Regions from separate parts of the Oryzias latipes genome. Here regions 2 and 3 are each linked to region 1. Evidence: chromatin contacts called from public Hi-C data. All regions are on one chromosome and are shown on one strand. The core of a region is the stretch at or near the end of the contact, and the rest is flanking DNA. Distances in the headings are between cores, read along the strand shown. Region 1 holds the start of LOC101157054 (serine/threonine-protein kinase pim-1). Region 2 has its middle 13 kb from the start of LOC110015326. Region 3 has its middle 30 kb from the start of LOC105354319.

Evidence for each region. Hi-C and Micro-C count contacts between places; a contact is called where the count stands out from the background.
Region 2: a Hi-C map of embryo shows a contact between it and region 1, with 3 times the contacts expected there. The contact joins the enhancer-like site here to the promoter of LOC101157054 in region 1. A contact is called at or near these places in 2 of 5 Hi-C or Micro-C datasets (both in embryo).
Region 3: a contact with region 1 is called in a Hi-C map of fibroblasts, with 2.1 times the contacts expected there. The contact joins the enhancer-like site here to the promoter of LOC101157054 in region 1. A contact is called at or near these places in 2 of 5 Hi-C or Micro-C datasets (embryo and fibroblasts).

The regions. Positions count from the first base shown.
Region 1 is chr7:3,841,261-3,846,165 of ASM223467v1, forward strand. LOC101157054 (serine/threonine-protein kinase pim-1) reads right to left here and starts at 2,058. Exons shown (of 6, transcript XM_011476764.3): 1 at 1,653-2,058; 2 at 1,399-1,505; 3 at 1,259-1,309; 4 at 807-1,173; 5 at 282-458; 6 at 1-195. The coding sequence starts at 1,722.
Region 2 is chr7:3,960,193-3,965,097 of ASM223467v1, forward strand. No RefSeq gene overlaps it. Among protein-coding and RNA genes, the nearest start is that of LOC110015326, 13 kb to the left of the region's middle. Within about 2 kb of position 2,474, at least 4 of the 8 cell types and tissues checked have an H3K27ac peak or open chromatin away from gene starts, as enhancers often do. A contact at or near this core is called in embryo, where this site is marked.
Region 3 is chr7:3,906,132-3,911,036 of ASM223467v1, forward strand. No RefSeq gene overlaps it. Among protein-coding and RNA genes, the nearest start is that of LOC105354319, 30 kb to the left of the region's middle. Within about 2 kb of position 2,605, at least 2 of the 8 cell types and tissues checked have an H3K27ac peak or open chromatin away from gene starts, as enhancers often do.

The DNA.
Region 1 (4,905 bases), core at 808-3,307:
CGGGGGGTGGCGTGAAGGAGCTGGGCTCGTGGCTGATGCTGTGCAGTCGGATCTCCGTGGTCGTCTTCTCCGTCTGCGCCGTGGACACCCCCGAAGAGGCGGTGCTCTGCATCCACGAGTGGTTGATGACGTCCTCGAAGGACGGCCGGTCAGTCGGTCGCAGACTCAGACACCATTTGATGAGGTGCTGGCATTCTGGAGGAGTAGAGGGGGAAGCGTCGTGTTAGTCCACAGCGCCGGCGATGCAGACGTGCCGGCGGGGTGAGCAGGGGTGAACTCACCTGTAGAGATTCTCCTCCGAAACAGAACCTGACCCCGGGTGATCTCCTCGTCGTGCTCGAATGGGATGTCCCCACACACCATGTCATATAGCAGGATACCCAGAGACCACACAGTGGCAGAGCGCCCCTGGTAGCGGTGATACTTGATCCACTCAGGTGGACTGTACACTCGTGTACCTGTGGAAAAGAAAATATAAAAAAATCTTTAAACGCTGCAATAGATCCAATAAGGTGTAAATAAAAGCCTTGCAGGTGTGGTTGCATAACTGTCAGCTGAGGCTCAGGAGCTCTGACAGCCCGTGTTTGCAAGAGAGGGAGGCGCGCGCGTGGGAGGGGAGCAGACATGTGACTTTGTTTACAAACTTTGGGTTGTAAAAATACCACTTCCGTCCGCCAGGGGGCGGAAAACCTTTGAGGTTTTGTTTGTAACTGACTCGGAGGAATTTCTGTTACGTGAGCCTGAAAGTCACGCGCACTTATCCTAAAACATAAAAAATATATATATTTATATATAAATAAATTTACCGTCAAAGTCCGTGTAGATGGTGTCTTTCAGCAGAGCCCCGGAGCCGAAGTCGATGAGCTTCATCTCCCCGGTGCGGAGGTCAATGAGGATGTTCTCGTCCTTGATGTCCCGGTGCACCACGCCGCAGCTGTGGCAGTGGCGCACGGCCTCCAGCACCTGGCGGAAGAAGCTCCGCGCCAGCTCCTCCGGTAAGGCCCCCCTCTCGGTGATGAAGTCGAACAGATCCTTGACGTTCTCGGGTCTCTCCATGACGATGATGAAGCTGTCCGGCCGCTCGAACCAGTCTAGCATCTTGATGACGCCGCGGAAGCCCGTCCCGACCTTCTTCAGCAGAACTATCTCCATCGGAACCCGCGCGCCGCTCGGCTGAAAACACCAAAATCCACCATAAATGCTCCGTTTTTTTTAACGTTAAATTCAGATACATTTGCGCTCATGTTTAGTTTCTTACCAGTTCTCCCCACTCGGAGACCCTGTCCCTGGCTACGTGCTTAACAGCGACCTGTAACCGGCAGAAAAAACAACGTTTTAACTCCCGAACACTGACTGAATTTTCGCAGCAGGAGTCAGGGAAATGTGGCGCGTGCTCACCGGAACTCCGTCGGAAATCCTCGTGCCGGCGTAGACGGTCCCGAAGCCGCCGCTTCCCAGCACCGCGCCGACCTGGTACAGCTTCTCGAACGGCTCCTTCTCCTTCACTGCAAAAAAGACACGGAGCCGGTAAATCCCAGAGATAAAGAAAAGCGGGAAGAAAAGAGCCCAGTTTCGGGGGGGAAAGAGGCGCTACAGTGAGCCGGAGCTGCCGGCCACTGCAGTCCTCCATGACAGCGCGGAGGGCGGCTAACCTTGATGAACCTGGAGCTGGATCTTCGCCGGCATGTCTGCGGCCAGAGAATTCAGCTTGGACAGCAGCATTTCTGGAATAATAATCCACCACGGACCGGCTGGAGCTGGGACTTTGTTTTGTTTTAATCCAGAGGCGGGCTGCGACTCTCCCGTGAGCTGGAGGGCTGAAAGTCCACGTTGCAGCGACAAAAATGCGGCAGGAATCCTTTCATCCAGAGGGGAGGACAATCCGCCTGAGCTCCGGGGTAGGGGGGAACACAGGGACCAAATCCCGCAGTGCGGAGCTCCAAAAAACAAAATATAGTCGCAATATTTGTAAACAAACGAGTAAAAATAATTTATATACACAGTTTTAAATTAAAAGAGTTGAGGCATTGGCCAGACGCTGGCTCCTGAAAGGAGATCCGAGGGGGGCAGGATTCTTATATGAGTCGTAGCAAAGGATGAGTGACGTCAATGGGATCTCCGCCCCTCTCGGTCCTCTCCGCCAATGGGGTTGAAGGATTGAGTTCCAAACGCCCGTCAATCACAAAATAAAAATACAGACAGCCTCTTAACCGGCCGGCCCAGACAGACGTGGCGGGAATCAAAACGCGCCAAAAACCAGACTAAACCATTATTAGGAACTCAGACAGACGCTGCTTCCACAGGAGAAATAATTATATATAAAAAAATACATGAGTGCTTTTCATCTGGAGAACCAAAAAGGAAAAAAAATACTTATTTTTATGACCATATTTGATAAAAACAAATGAGCACTTACTTATTTATTTTGTTTATATTTATAATATTTTTGGTGATTGGACACAGACATAGCAGTTAATCAATGCGGTTGTTTTAACAGGCCGACCATTTACCTGATTATCTTCCCATTAAAAGCGCAGTTTATCAGTCTGGAGCTCTGTTAACTGACAATGTCCCCTCCACTGGCTGCGCATCAAAGCGGCGCGAGGGGCGGGCGCGCGGGAGGGTTTGGGGCGGGGGGGAGGGGGGCTCGCATTCCTCTCATTCTTTCAAATTGGGTGGCCGCGTTTGCAGCCGTTCACAGGATGTGGGAAACTGGAGATAAAAAGAGTCCCATTTACTCCTCCAAACACCCCCCCCCCTCTCTCTCTCTGCTCCTCCACTCCTCCGCCCTCCTTTTTTCCCGCGCCTGTTATTGTCTGAATGACATGTGCTTTTTTTTTTTCTTCAAAAAAACCCGCTCAACTTGCATTTCGTTTTCCTTTGAAATTCCAAGGCATCCCTTCAACCGTCATAACAGAGATTTATTGGAAAACAGATTTAAAACCAACTCAAGTCATGAAGCACTTCAAATCTCACGTAGCTTCACTAACAGTTTTGTCTTTCTTGCATTGTGACTCAATCCCATTACACTGTAGTGAATTATAACAGTGTAAGCAGCAATCGTTGCAGAGGCAGGCTCATAAAGTTCATGCACATCCACGGCCACGTTAAACCATGTTCCTTGACCTCTGACCTTCATGAGGGGCTTCTCCTCGAGTCGGTGACATTTGAAGTGACCTTCAGCTTTTGCAAACTCATCTAAAGGGGAAAACTGTCCAGGCTGCACCCCGACTTCGCCAAACGACCACGACCCCTCCCAGGATGAAACCAGCGTGGATGAATGGATGGATCGAATGGAAATGATTGATTAAACAGGGCCCTTTCTTAAAAAAAATAAAATAAAATCCCATTAGAAAGTTCTGAAATCTGTACAAATAATAAAAAAAGTATTAGGAATATATTGGGTGGTTATGTGTGTTGGGTGTGGTGGCAGGCAGAAAAGTGAATTTAGAATTGTCTCTTTTTTCCCCTTTTTCTTTAGGATCTGACATAAGGGCAGTAATTTTGGATTTTTTTTCCTCTCTCTGCTCCTTTCCAGTCATGAAGATGTATGGATGTGTTTTGTGCAAAGAATATGTTAAAGTAATGTGCTACTCTTCATGAAAGGAACAAAAAAAAAAAACAGAAAAGAAGAAAAACTCTAATGCTGCGTTCACACCAAACGAGAGTCCTGTGCCGAATTTGCAACGTTTGCCTCTCTTTCTTCTAAAAGAGAGGCATTTTTCTCATGATGGAGGCAGCGTATAAAGAAAAATTAAGCTTAAAAATGCATTTCTGATTGTTTTTTTATTCAAATTGTTGTGATTAAGGAGCAAACAAAAAAAAGCTGTTTAAAAAAGCTTGTAGTTGTTACACACAAGCCACAAGCTCTCTGCTCTGCTCCATTCCGATGCATCCACTTACAGACAAAAAGATCCATGGACGTCTTTGTTTTCCTCACTTGAGCTGGAATCTGGATCTAAGTGGGTTAAATAACGCATATAAGACATGCATGGGAGTTTTTCTCACAGGCCAGCCTGCATAACTGGGTGGAAAGTCACACAAGTTTGTCCATACTTGCGATCGGGACGCTCAGGGCGAATTCCTTTGCTGCTTATGAAGCGTTTGAAATGAGGACAACTTGCAAATGAGGGGCTGCCCCGCTCACGTCCCCATTAAGCTATCACAGTTACGAAAACTCCCCAATATTTATGTTTTTTCCCCCTCATCTATACACTCTAAAGTAATGCCAGAGAAAAACTCTCCCACTTTTGTGGTATTTTCCCTCTAAAATCGGAAGGTAATGCCAGAATGCCTGCACAAAGGTGTGGTTGTGTGTGGATGTGTGTGTGGGTGCTAGCACAACTGCAGAGCTCTTGATTACTTTTTAATTTCAAAGCTGCTGTCTGCACAGCATGATCTCTTCTGAGACAAAGAGGCTTCTTGCTGTTTCAGATTTAGATCAGGGATGATCTGACCAATGAGCTCAGACTCACTTAATCCTATTTTGTTTAATAACTTAACTTCCTTATGCTCAATAATCCCACCACTTTGCTCGGTGCATGTGCAGGTATTGCATTCAAATGTGGTGCAATCCCTATTTTAGGAGTGTAGCTGCAGAGTGGATCTTTATTCACGGTCCAGGGAGCCGGGAATGACGTGGAAACGCACGCCAGCATGTGAGCGCATCTTTTTGCGGGCAGCAGAAATGCTTGCATGCACGATCAGCAGGGCTCAAATGACAGCCACCCAGTTCAGTCTGTCAGAGGGGCGTATTATTAGTCCGTGGCCAGCTGCTCACACCAATATCTGGAAGTCTTAGTTTCCCCCTGAGGGATGAGCTGTCGCTTCTTACAGTAAAGAAGGACATCCCAGATCTGCCCCCTGCATGCGACGTATTTTTAAAAATTTTTTTCTTCTTTCCTT
Region 2 (4,905 bases), core at 1,224-3,723, 120 kb after region 1:
GCCCGCACCCCCCACCAGGGAAGGGGTAGGGGACAGATGGACCCAGGTCCCACCTTCCTTGCAAAATGTGTGTGCGTGTATGTGTGTTTGAGAGGGTGTGTGTGTGCATGTGTGTGTGTTTATGTTGGAATGTATATATTGAAGGGGGAGGGGTGTGTGTACTAAGGGGGGTGCAGTTAAAATTGGCGAGTAGGGCACTAAGGGGACATCTGGGGAACTTTTATCCCTGAAATGATGCTTTGAATCACTTGGCATCACATTGAGCATATAAACCACTTTCCTACGCTGGTTAGTCCTCATACACCTGCAGCAGAGCTCGGTAGCCGTTACCATGACGATGCGTATCGAATTGTCTACTTCTTGAAGCAAAAAAAACAATTTCAACCTGAAAAGTAACCTTTTTTTCTTCATTTCTCTGAATCTTTTCACACATTCATTTGCAGACTAGAAATCCTCTGATGATTTCTCCTGTAAAACTTTAAATATTAATATTTGATCATGACACAAAAGTGAACTTCATTTTTGAAGTGTTTTCTGAGTTTTTTTTAAAACGTTTTGCCTTTTCAGTCAGACTATCTTATAACATAAACCAGGCCTCAAATTTAAACATTTCTAGCCTCTTTATTCAAATGTGGTGTCATACGTTCTTTTGTGAATAAAAAACTCAAAATAAACATTTGGTTTAGGACTTTTATTTTCCAATCTATTCTAATATCATAAAGTGTCCCATGTTTCTGCACTTTAAGGTGCAAAGCAAGTTTCTCCTGTTCAACTGGACGCTGAACCTTAGCAGCTCCAGTGAGAAAACGTTGCTTCACTTTTGTCAGAAGACGCAAAAAGGCTTTCGCTTGCAATCTGGTGATTGAGCAGGTCTTAATGGAGCAGCGCAGAGAGGAGAAAGCCCGGAAGGAAATGCCCACCATCTCAAAACCCTCATTAGCAACAAGCTCAGGACACAACAGTCAGTGGAAACGGCTAGTGTGAAGCCCACATATTTTTAGTAAAATGTGCATGTTTGTGTGATAGTGCACGCACAAATGGGGATGTGAGAAGATAAATCTGGCTCCTTCTCCTGTTCTAATGGGATCATACTTGACGGGAGACACTTACACCACTCAGCAAGACCATAATGCGAACACAGATCTATCCTCTTGGTGTTTCTATTCCAAGATGGCCTGCTTTCTTGGAAAGCTAAATGGAGCATTAGCAGATGGTCTGTGTATTTCAGTGCAGCTTTTTCACATCGTGGGAAGTAGTTCTTTATTCCAGTGCAGCCAAACAAGAAAGCGAAGAACAGAGGAGTCTGAACAAAAGATTTTTATTCTCATCATCGTGAGATTGTAAACTCATCTCTGACTTCTCACCTTTTAAAAAAAAGAAAAAAAACTGCTTCAAAGAAGTGGTTTTCTGCAAAAGCTCAAAAGCTTCTTCTGTGGTTTTAACGTGGTTCATTCGTGATACATCAGTGAAAATTTCACGTAAACAACACAACTTTTCCACGTATTTTCACATGTGACCAATTTTCATCTGTGCAAAATGTACAAAGTGGCTGGGGGACATGGCTTTAAAATGAAGACGATTCATATTTAGAAGCAGGGACAGATGCCATGCTGATGGTAGAGACAGCGCCATGAAAACCAAATGCAAAGACAGCGGAGCAGCACTGAGAGAAAAACCCCCAAAGCTCACATGGTCCTGCAAAAAAAGAGGCTTTCTCCAGTCATGGCTCAAGGATTTACTCCCTACAGGAGCTCTGCAGACATTTGGAACATCTAAAACCAGTGTGATCTCCACACAAAAGACCACTTCTTCCTGTTGTTAGATGGTGGTTGTACTGTTGCGCCAAACCAGATACTGATGTAAAAACTTTAGGTTGGAAACAGCCAAAGAAAAAACATCAAAAGTATTCAGAGTGTACTAAAACTTTGGGAGAATTTAGGTTTTGACAGTTACTCCAAAAAATGCTCCAAATGTGGCTAAAAGAATTGTAAGGCTTTTAGATTTTAAGTATCCATGATGATGTGCTGAGACATTGTCTGTCACAGGGCTATTATGTTCTTAAAAACAGAAAATGTGTTATTATGCACAACACTAAAAAGTAACAGGTTTTCAAATATATTTCTTGTCATTTGTGGAAAGCAAGAGGCCCGTCTTCATATACCGCCTCCTGCCTCCCCTTTGCCGCCCCAGGAAAGCCTTCTTAGATGTGGGCTGCATGTTCCTCTGTCTGTGAACATGTGTCCAAAGTGTCTGTATCTATCACGCATTCAGGTAATGAGGCAAGCCTTTAAAGTAAAAGAAAAAGAAGCATTAATAAAAAGGTCTATAGGCCCTCACTTTCCCTCCTTTTTTCAGCCTCTTTGTGCTCCTGTGAACTTGCAATCTTTGGATGAGACACAAAGGCTTCTGTCGAGTAAAGGCCTCTGAATTGCCGCGACCGCCACACACAGTTCCTTTCACTGGAGCCTCAAACGCTGCTGCCCCCCTCCCCCCCTTTGTGTGTGGTGTGTCTGCACCCCACCTCACATCATCGATGGCTTTGTCTTCCCACATTAAACCAAAGGAGCCTTGACGACCACATGGAGCAGAGACCCATTGATCTCAAATCTAAAACTGAAAAACTCGTCATCAACGCTTCATCAAGCTGACCCGACTTATCAAATATCTGGGGCACGACGTTACATTATATGGTTAATATTTATGAAATGATAAAACTGTGCTTTTAAAATCTTTGGAGGCCTTTTTTTTAAATAGCAATTATAAATATGTTACATTTGTGCCTCCTTTTTGAATGATTGACAGCATAATTCTAATCTAGGTTTGACCAGAACTTCAACAAACCCTTCTGAAGTAATCCCAAGACATTTTCTTGTGTTTGCAGAAATAAATCATGATGAGTTGCACCAAGACGGTGCTAAACTCTGGTGAAAACTTCCGAGTTCACTTCCTTAACTGCGACCCCGGATCGATCAATCCCTCAACAATGACCCAGCATGGGAATGCCGTTCCAGGAGGCGGGACCAGGCTGCCAACAGCATTCCACGGCAGGGACTCCAGCGGTTTCCAGAAACAAAAGCTCCTCTAAGACAAGGAGACTTGAAGGCATTAAAGAAGAAGAAGAGGGAGGAGATGAAGAGATTATGGGTTATGGCTCTCCCAATTCAGATGGAAAAAGGGAAAAGCTTTCCTGGGAAGAGGGAATGTAGGTAAAGAAGCTGAGGTACCCATAATAACTAAAGGGGTCAGGGGTTTCTGATGGACTTGTAATCTGGATGCCTCTCTTTTTCCCATGGTGTGTGGACTCCAGAGCTTACCAGGCTCTGTTGTCCCCCTCCCCAAAAAAGAAAAAAGCATGAGGCCTAAAACATCCGTCACAACCCATTACTGCTGACGCACGGCTCCCAAAGAAAGCTGGATGGGCATGATGAAATCGGGGTGAAAGTGAATTTTGAGGCATGAGATGAGGGCCGCAAAGTTAGCGTGAAAAAAACCTTTGTCTCTCCGTCTGAGTGGCATCACAAATTGAGGCCATAAAGAAGAGAAGCCATCAAAACATTTCCAAGTCTTTACTTCAACGAGTGAAAAGAATACAGTGAAAATATGATAATGTTGCATGAAGACTCGCTGCGAAAAAAATGAACATCTCTGAAAGTTCAGTTTGATCAGTTTTGTCAACAAATCAAAAGTTCCTTATGAAATACAAATACACATTAAAGCTGTATTTTGTAAACCTTTGTTTACATGGTTGCAGTGACATGTTTAACTCAGCAACACCTAAATACCACATGCCCTTTGACAAACTGTAAATCGTTGACCGTTCAACGTGAATCAGCTGATTCCGATGTGGAGAAAAGTGACTTTTCATGTCAGCTTTTGAGCTTAACCCTTGTGCTGTCCTAGGCACTTTAACATTGGGAGTTGGGTCATCTAGACCCACTAGACAGTGCTCTGAACCTTTTTTCTTCAATGATTTGTGATCTTCACTGGTGTCCATGGATTACATGAAATCTTTCCACCTTTATCCACCTTTGTCATGGTAGGGAGAACACGTCAATGTGAGGGTGGGGTCATCTAAGATGGCACAAGGGGTTAAAGAAATACTCAGAAATGTAATTTTGAGCTTGATTTTCTTACTATATCTCCTCCATCGTCAGAAAAATGTCACAAAAACTCCCAAAACACTCTTCTCACTGGAGTGAGTCTATAATTCCCTCAGAAAACTTGTTTTTCAAGAAATGACTAGTTGTTACCTTGATGTTTTGACTAAAGTAGATAACCGTCCCTTTATCAAATGTTTCCTGCTGATACTAAAGACACACTGGAAAGCCCACTGGGACATCAATCTGCCTGTAGTTTGGCACATTTTTCAACGTACAGGAAAAGTGGAAGTATTTGCTCTCATGAGAGCAGACAGAGGCTGGATGTGTGAAACTGAATGAAAGCAGAGAAAGAAGTGAGCCCGTCTAGACGTGTATTTTCTTTACACGCATGCAAACATTTGGAGATATTGCAATACGGCTGTCTCTGCTGTTGCCTAGAAAATAAAGTGAGCACTGTAAGGGAATTTCTGCAGGTTCTGGTTCCCAGCCAAACTCCTCTGTTACCAAGGAAACGGGCTGCAGCCGAGCATCCAAGGGGAGCATCCGGATTTAACAGTTTTTGGCCTTTTTTTTGTGTGAAGCTGACACTTCAATGCAGGAATCGCACATGCACTATAACACTTTCATCTTTTCATACGAAGCTTTGAAAATCCAGTTGCACTCAACAATCCTCACAAGGGAAGCTTCATTCAGGAACAAGGTGATCCGTCTAGAATCTGGTTCAGTAGGTGCAGCATCACGTTTGCATAACCTGTGTGAAAATTCTGCAGAGAGTCAGTAAAACCAGCAGAAGTCATAATCCAAA
Region 3 (4,905 bases), core at 1,355-3,854, 65 kb after region 1:
CCTCTTGTGTTGGACATGTTTGACTTTAACAACAGGGGTTCTGAATTTTCTGACAAACCAGAGGTATGTTTGAATAAACCCCTTTTGTACTCGAGGTCAAACTTTATTCATTTGACAAGTTTGACAATCTTTTGTCTTGTGTTTATTTTTGGTTGTGCCTCAAGATTTGAAGGTTGAAAAACACTACTTATAGAGTAATAAGTTAAACATCACTCAGTGATATCCATTAGTTAAACATACAAGGCTCCTTCTTTGATGAGTACCCGATCTGTTTTTCTGAATTCTCTTTCTGAGAATCTTTCTTTTTTTTACTTACAACCTTCAAGCATTTTGATTTATTCTAAGAATCTTTTTTCTTTTGAATGTAGTCAAGCTTTTCTGAATCTCTCCAACTCTGTTTGCTCTGACTGTTTTGTACATTTTCAACAGAATTTCAGAGAACTGACTGTTTAAAAAAAAAAAAAACACCTTTCTGCTAACGCTGTTTGACTGCGTCAAGAAGCCAAACCGTCTCTTTATCCTTTTGAAATGATTTTCTGGAAATCTTGTAAGGTTGCCATACTTTTAATCCAGTTGTATTCAAATAAGAAAATTAGAATTTTTAAGGTCATTTCTCACTTTAAAGGAGAGTTTTAGAAATTACCACTTGGAAGAGAAAACCTAACACAGATTCAATAGTTAAGAAAATGACCATAAGGCAGATGCTATTGACTAAATCATGCAGACGTTGGCCCTCAAAGGTTAGACTTGTTATCTCTCTGCATTGTAGTTCACTCTTTGTATTCAAAACAGATTATTACAGTTTCCTGCTGTAGCAGCAATGCAATCTGGGATAAAAGAGGATTATCAAGAACATGTTAAAGAAAGAAGAAAGGTAGCAGAGCAAGAATGGGCGTCTCCTCGGCACTGCATTTGCTAGCATCCTCTGAGTTAAAGCACACACTTTCCTTGCCAGTTACCACCGTGCAGCTCGCCTTCGTACCAACGTAACATGTAAAAAGTATTTTTCCCGACGTTCAAAACTGGTAATCGAACCATAACATTTTCTACGATAACTTTCCCAAAAAGAATTGTAAAGCGCAGCTCGTCCGTATTTCTTTTGCCTCTTTGACCCGCCCTCGTAGTTCCTGGCCAATGACTGAAGAGCCACGTGGTTTTGTGTCCAAGCTTTGGTCCGTTACAGAACGATCCGCTTGATGCCAATATGAATACAGACCAAACGCAAGGTTTGGGACTCGATCCAGAACAAAGAGTTTTCTAGTCTGGATATACTCTCAGATACTTCATGAGCCAAGTCGTAACAAGGAAGTGAGGACGTTAACCACTTGTTAACTCGTTATTCCTTCTCCTCTGACTGATTGGTCAGAAGTGATGCTGATGATGTATGATTAGGTCTCCAAGAATGATTGGTGGAGACAGTTAAAGGGGCGGGACTTTTGCAAAAACAGAACTACTGGTATTTGCTAAAACTGCGGCTAGATCGCGGTACTGTCATTCTTATCAAAGTGTCTTTGATGCAATTAAATCAACACAAAGATGATTTTTCATATTCCTAACTACTCAGTGTTTTATCAGGGCCTGTTTGGATGAACACAGAGCTGATATCCTGGAGATGATAAATGTTTGTGAAAACCGTGAAAATGAGTGATTTCCCACAGAACACCTCACCATCTCACCGGCACACCGTGTGAAAAACACAGATCCATGGCAACAAACAAACGCCAGTGTGAAAGCACTTGAAGAAGGACAATTACACTTTACTATCCATCCATTCATCCATTTTCAGAACCTGCTGAATCCCCTAAATTTCCAAAACTGAACTTACATTTTTCCATATTTCTTGTTGTTCATGGAAAACGCCACTTTTACGTCTGAAACTTTTGCTGCTAAAGCCTCCAAATTTGCCAGAGTGAGTTCATGTTGAACGATTTTTATGGTTTTTTACTCTAAGCTATGCTGACACGTATATTCTCCAGGACTGTATTTGCATCACGACCTCGTTAGCACCCTCAAAATGCCACATGTATGTGTAGATTAGGCCTAACTTGTGCTTTCTTATCTACACTAAACACCTGTGCCAGGATGTTTGAATGTATGGAAGCTGTTTCCTTACTTTCTGTCATCCGTCAACAGAGGATATTAAGGCCTAATTCAATTTATGAAGCTGTCAGATTTGTGTATGTCTGTGGGGGGGGCGGTGGTTGAATTGGGGCGTGGCGTTCTGTACTGACACGTTGCCCTGCTCAGCTGTTTGCACCGCACTCCCATCCGCCTCCAACCTTCAGCCGCGGTGGGGGCGATAAATCACACGACTAACAGGGCGAAAAACCCTGTCAGCTGGGAAAAGATGACCCTTTATGAGGAAAAATGGGAAGTGCCTGCTCGTCTTTGCCAGTGTTGACACCTCACGTCTGCGCATCTCATCATAATTGAAGACAGACCGAAGAATTTTGTGACACACGTGACGGCGGATCCACTGCTCGGGACAGAGATACTATAAACTGGAGATGGCATGTGTGAGGGTTTGCAGAAACTGACACTGTGAGCCTGACGCCCAGCAGCTCTGACAAACACACTCTGTTTTCATCCGTCTTCTATCAGGACAGAGTGACTGATGGGCGGCTGACTGTGGAGCTGCAGGTCTCAGCTGGCCAATCACAGCGCCAAAAAGCTGACCTTTCCACTCGCCACCTTCCCTTCTTGCTCTCCGACTGAATTTAGAATGTTTCTGCTGCATCTCAGTGACACAAACCCGTCAGGTTTGAAAGACAAAGCCAAGAAATGTAACACTTGCTTTACCAGGAATTCAATATGTTTAATTTTAGGTTTGAGTTCAAACAACACAAAATTGCTAAAGCTTCCCAAAAGTCTATACTTTTTTTTTTAATTCAAAAAGGCAAAATAGATCATTATACAGACTGCCTTTAATTTACTGTCACAAGAACAGGCAGACGGCTGCTTCCAAATGCAGCAGGTTAGTTATTTGTTTTTCTAAAACAGTTTTTTTTAATTCCTCCATGCGCACCCCATTTTTTATCAGTAAACAAATAGAGACAAACGTGTTTGACTTCACATTTCAAATTAACTCCAGGTGTAGTTACTTTAAAAGAAAAATAAATGTTTGACAACAAAAATGATTCCTTTTGGACCAAAATTAGTTCTTTTTACTTTTTATAATAACCTTTATTGACAAGAATATCTAGAATTTCCCATTCACTCTAATATCCAGCAAATTCATCATCTTTTTTTCATCAATTTTTACAAATTTTCCTGTCTTTCTCTGCTTTTCGTCTTTTCACCACCATCTTCCATCTCCACCTGGTTATTTGTGATCAAGTTGTGTATTTGATCGGTTGTCGACTTCTCCTCTTCTTCTCCACCTCGGATCAGTTATTCCCCTCACTTCCCTGAAAGTTTGTCCTTTCATCCCTTCCTTTGTAGCAAAGTCTCTTCATCCTGAGATTGATTTCTCCTTTTATCATCCTTCATGTCTTTTCCCTCTGATTCATCTTCCACATTCCTCTTCAGCTATTCTTCCTCCCCCAGTGTGCTGCCTCTCAACCCCCTCTGTGAGTCACTCCTTCCAGCCGTTTTCCCATCAATTTTCCTTCTCCTCCCTTTGTCTTTTTTCCATAATCGTTGCTCTTTTACGCCATTCCTCCCAATTCCAATAACCATCATCATCATCATCATTAGAGCCTCACCCCTTTGACTGGATGTTGGGTTCAGATCACCATGGTTACCACTTGTACGCTGCCACTGTTGTAGCAATATCTGTCAAATGAAGCCAACATTTCTCTGACTGCCTATCCCAAAGCTTTCCTGAATTTCCCGGATGTCTTCCCTGTAGATCTTTGTTTTTCTTACAGCTGTTCCTTCAGAGAAAATGATGTACCTGGTGTTCCACAAATAAAGAGGAACGCCCTTTTATTTTAATATATACTGAGGATGAACTGTAAGTTCTTTGTTACAACTGCTTCAAAAAACTACCTGACAAACCCCAAAATCCTGTCAAATGTTCCTTTTTTTGTGTAACTCTCAATCGTTTTGGGCTTTTTCAAAGTCATTCAGTGTTCAGTCTGGTGTCTGATCAGCATTTTTAAACTGATCGTCAATCCTGATCACTTCTAAATGCACTTATGAGTCTGATAAACATCATTAACGGATTGGAATACCGGAGCTGCCTGAAGAACCAGACACACCACAATTCAGGTCGTTGACCTGTAAAGACTCATTCTAGTCAATACTAACAAGCTCAGGCCGAGGTTCTTTGGTACACAACGACTTATCTGAAGATCTACTTCTCTGTTAGTGAAAGGACTTTGTTGGATAAAAAAAGTCTCCAGTTTGTCTCTTTGAGGTTTAAACTTCTCCAGATTGCCTGATAGTGAAAAAATATGGAGAGAAAAAGAAAAAAAAGTGACATCAGGTGATGATTTAAAATCTAAATTTGATGAGAAACAAAAACAATCTTGCATCTTTAAAATTTAAAGCCCTTTTTAGCTTTGCTGAGTCATTCAGAAAAATTTCATAACTGCGTCTCCAACTGCCGTCCAGTTCCAGCGAACCCAAATGACAGGAAGAAGCTCACGAGTAAGACTCTGAAAAGCATCAACCCCCCTCAAAACCTCAATCAACAATTCCAGGATGTAAACAACTAAACACAACAACACTCGCTTCAGTGCTTCATCATGTTTCAATTTGTTTCCTGACTTCAAGCTGTAAAACTATGATTTTACTCAAAGTCTCACTTTGATCATCTTTTAATCTGTTTTTAAAGTGTTACCAGTCCCCCCCCCCCCCCCCCCCCCCCCCCCCTAAAAAAAACGGTGTCGTTTTCTAGGACAGTTTCTGGCAGGAGTTAATCAGAAATTCACCACTGAGTTGTGGGCGGGACCTTTGGTG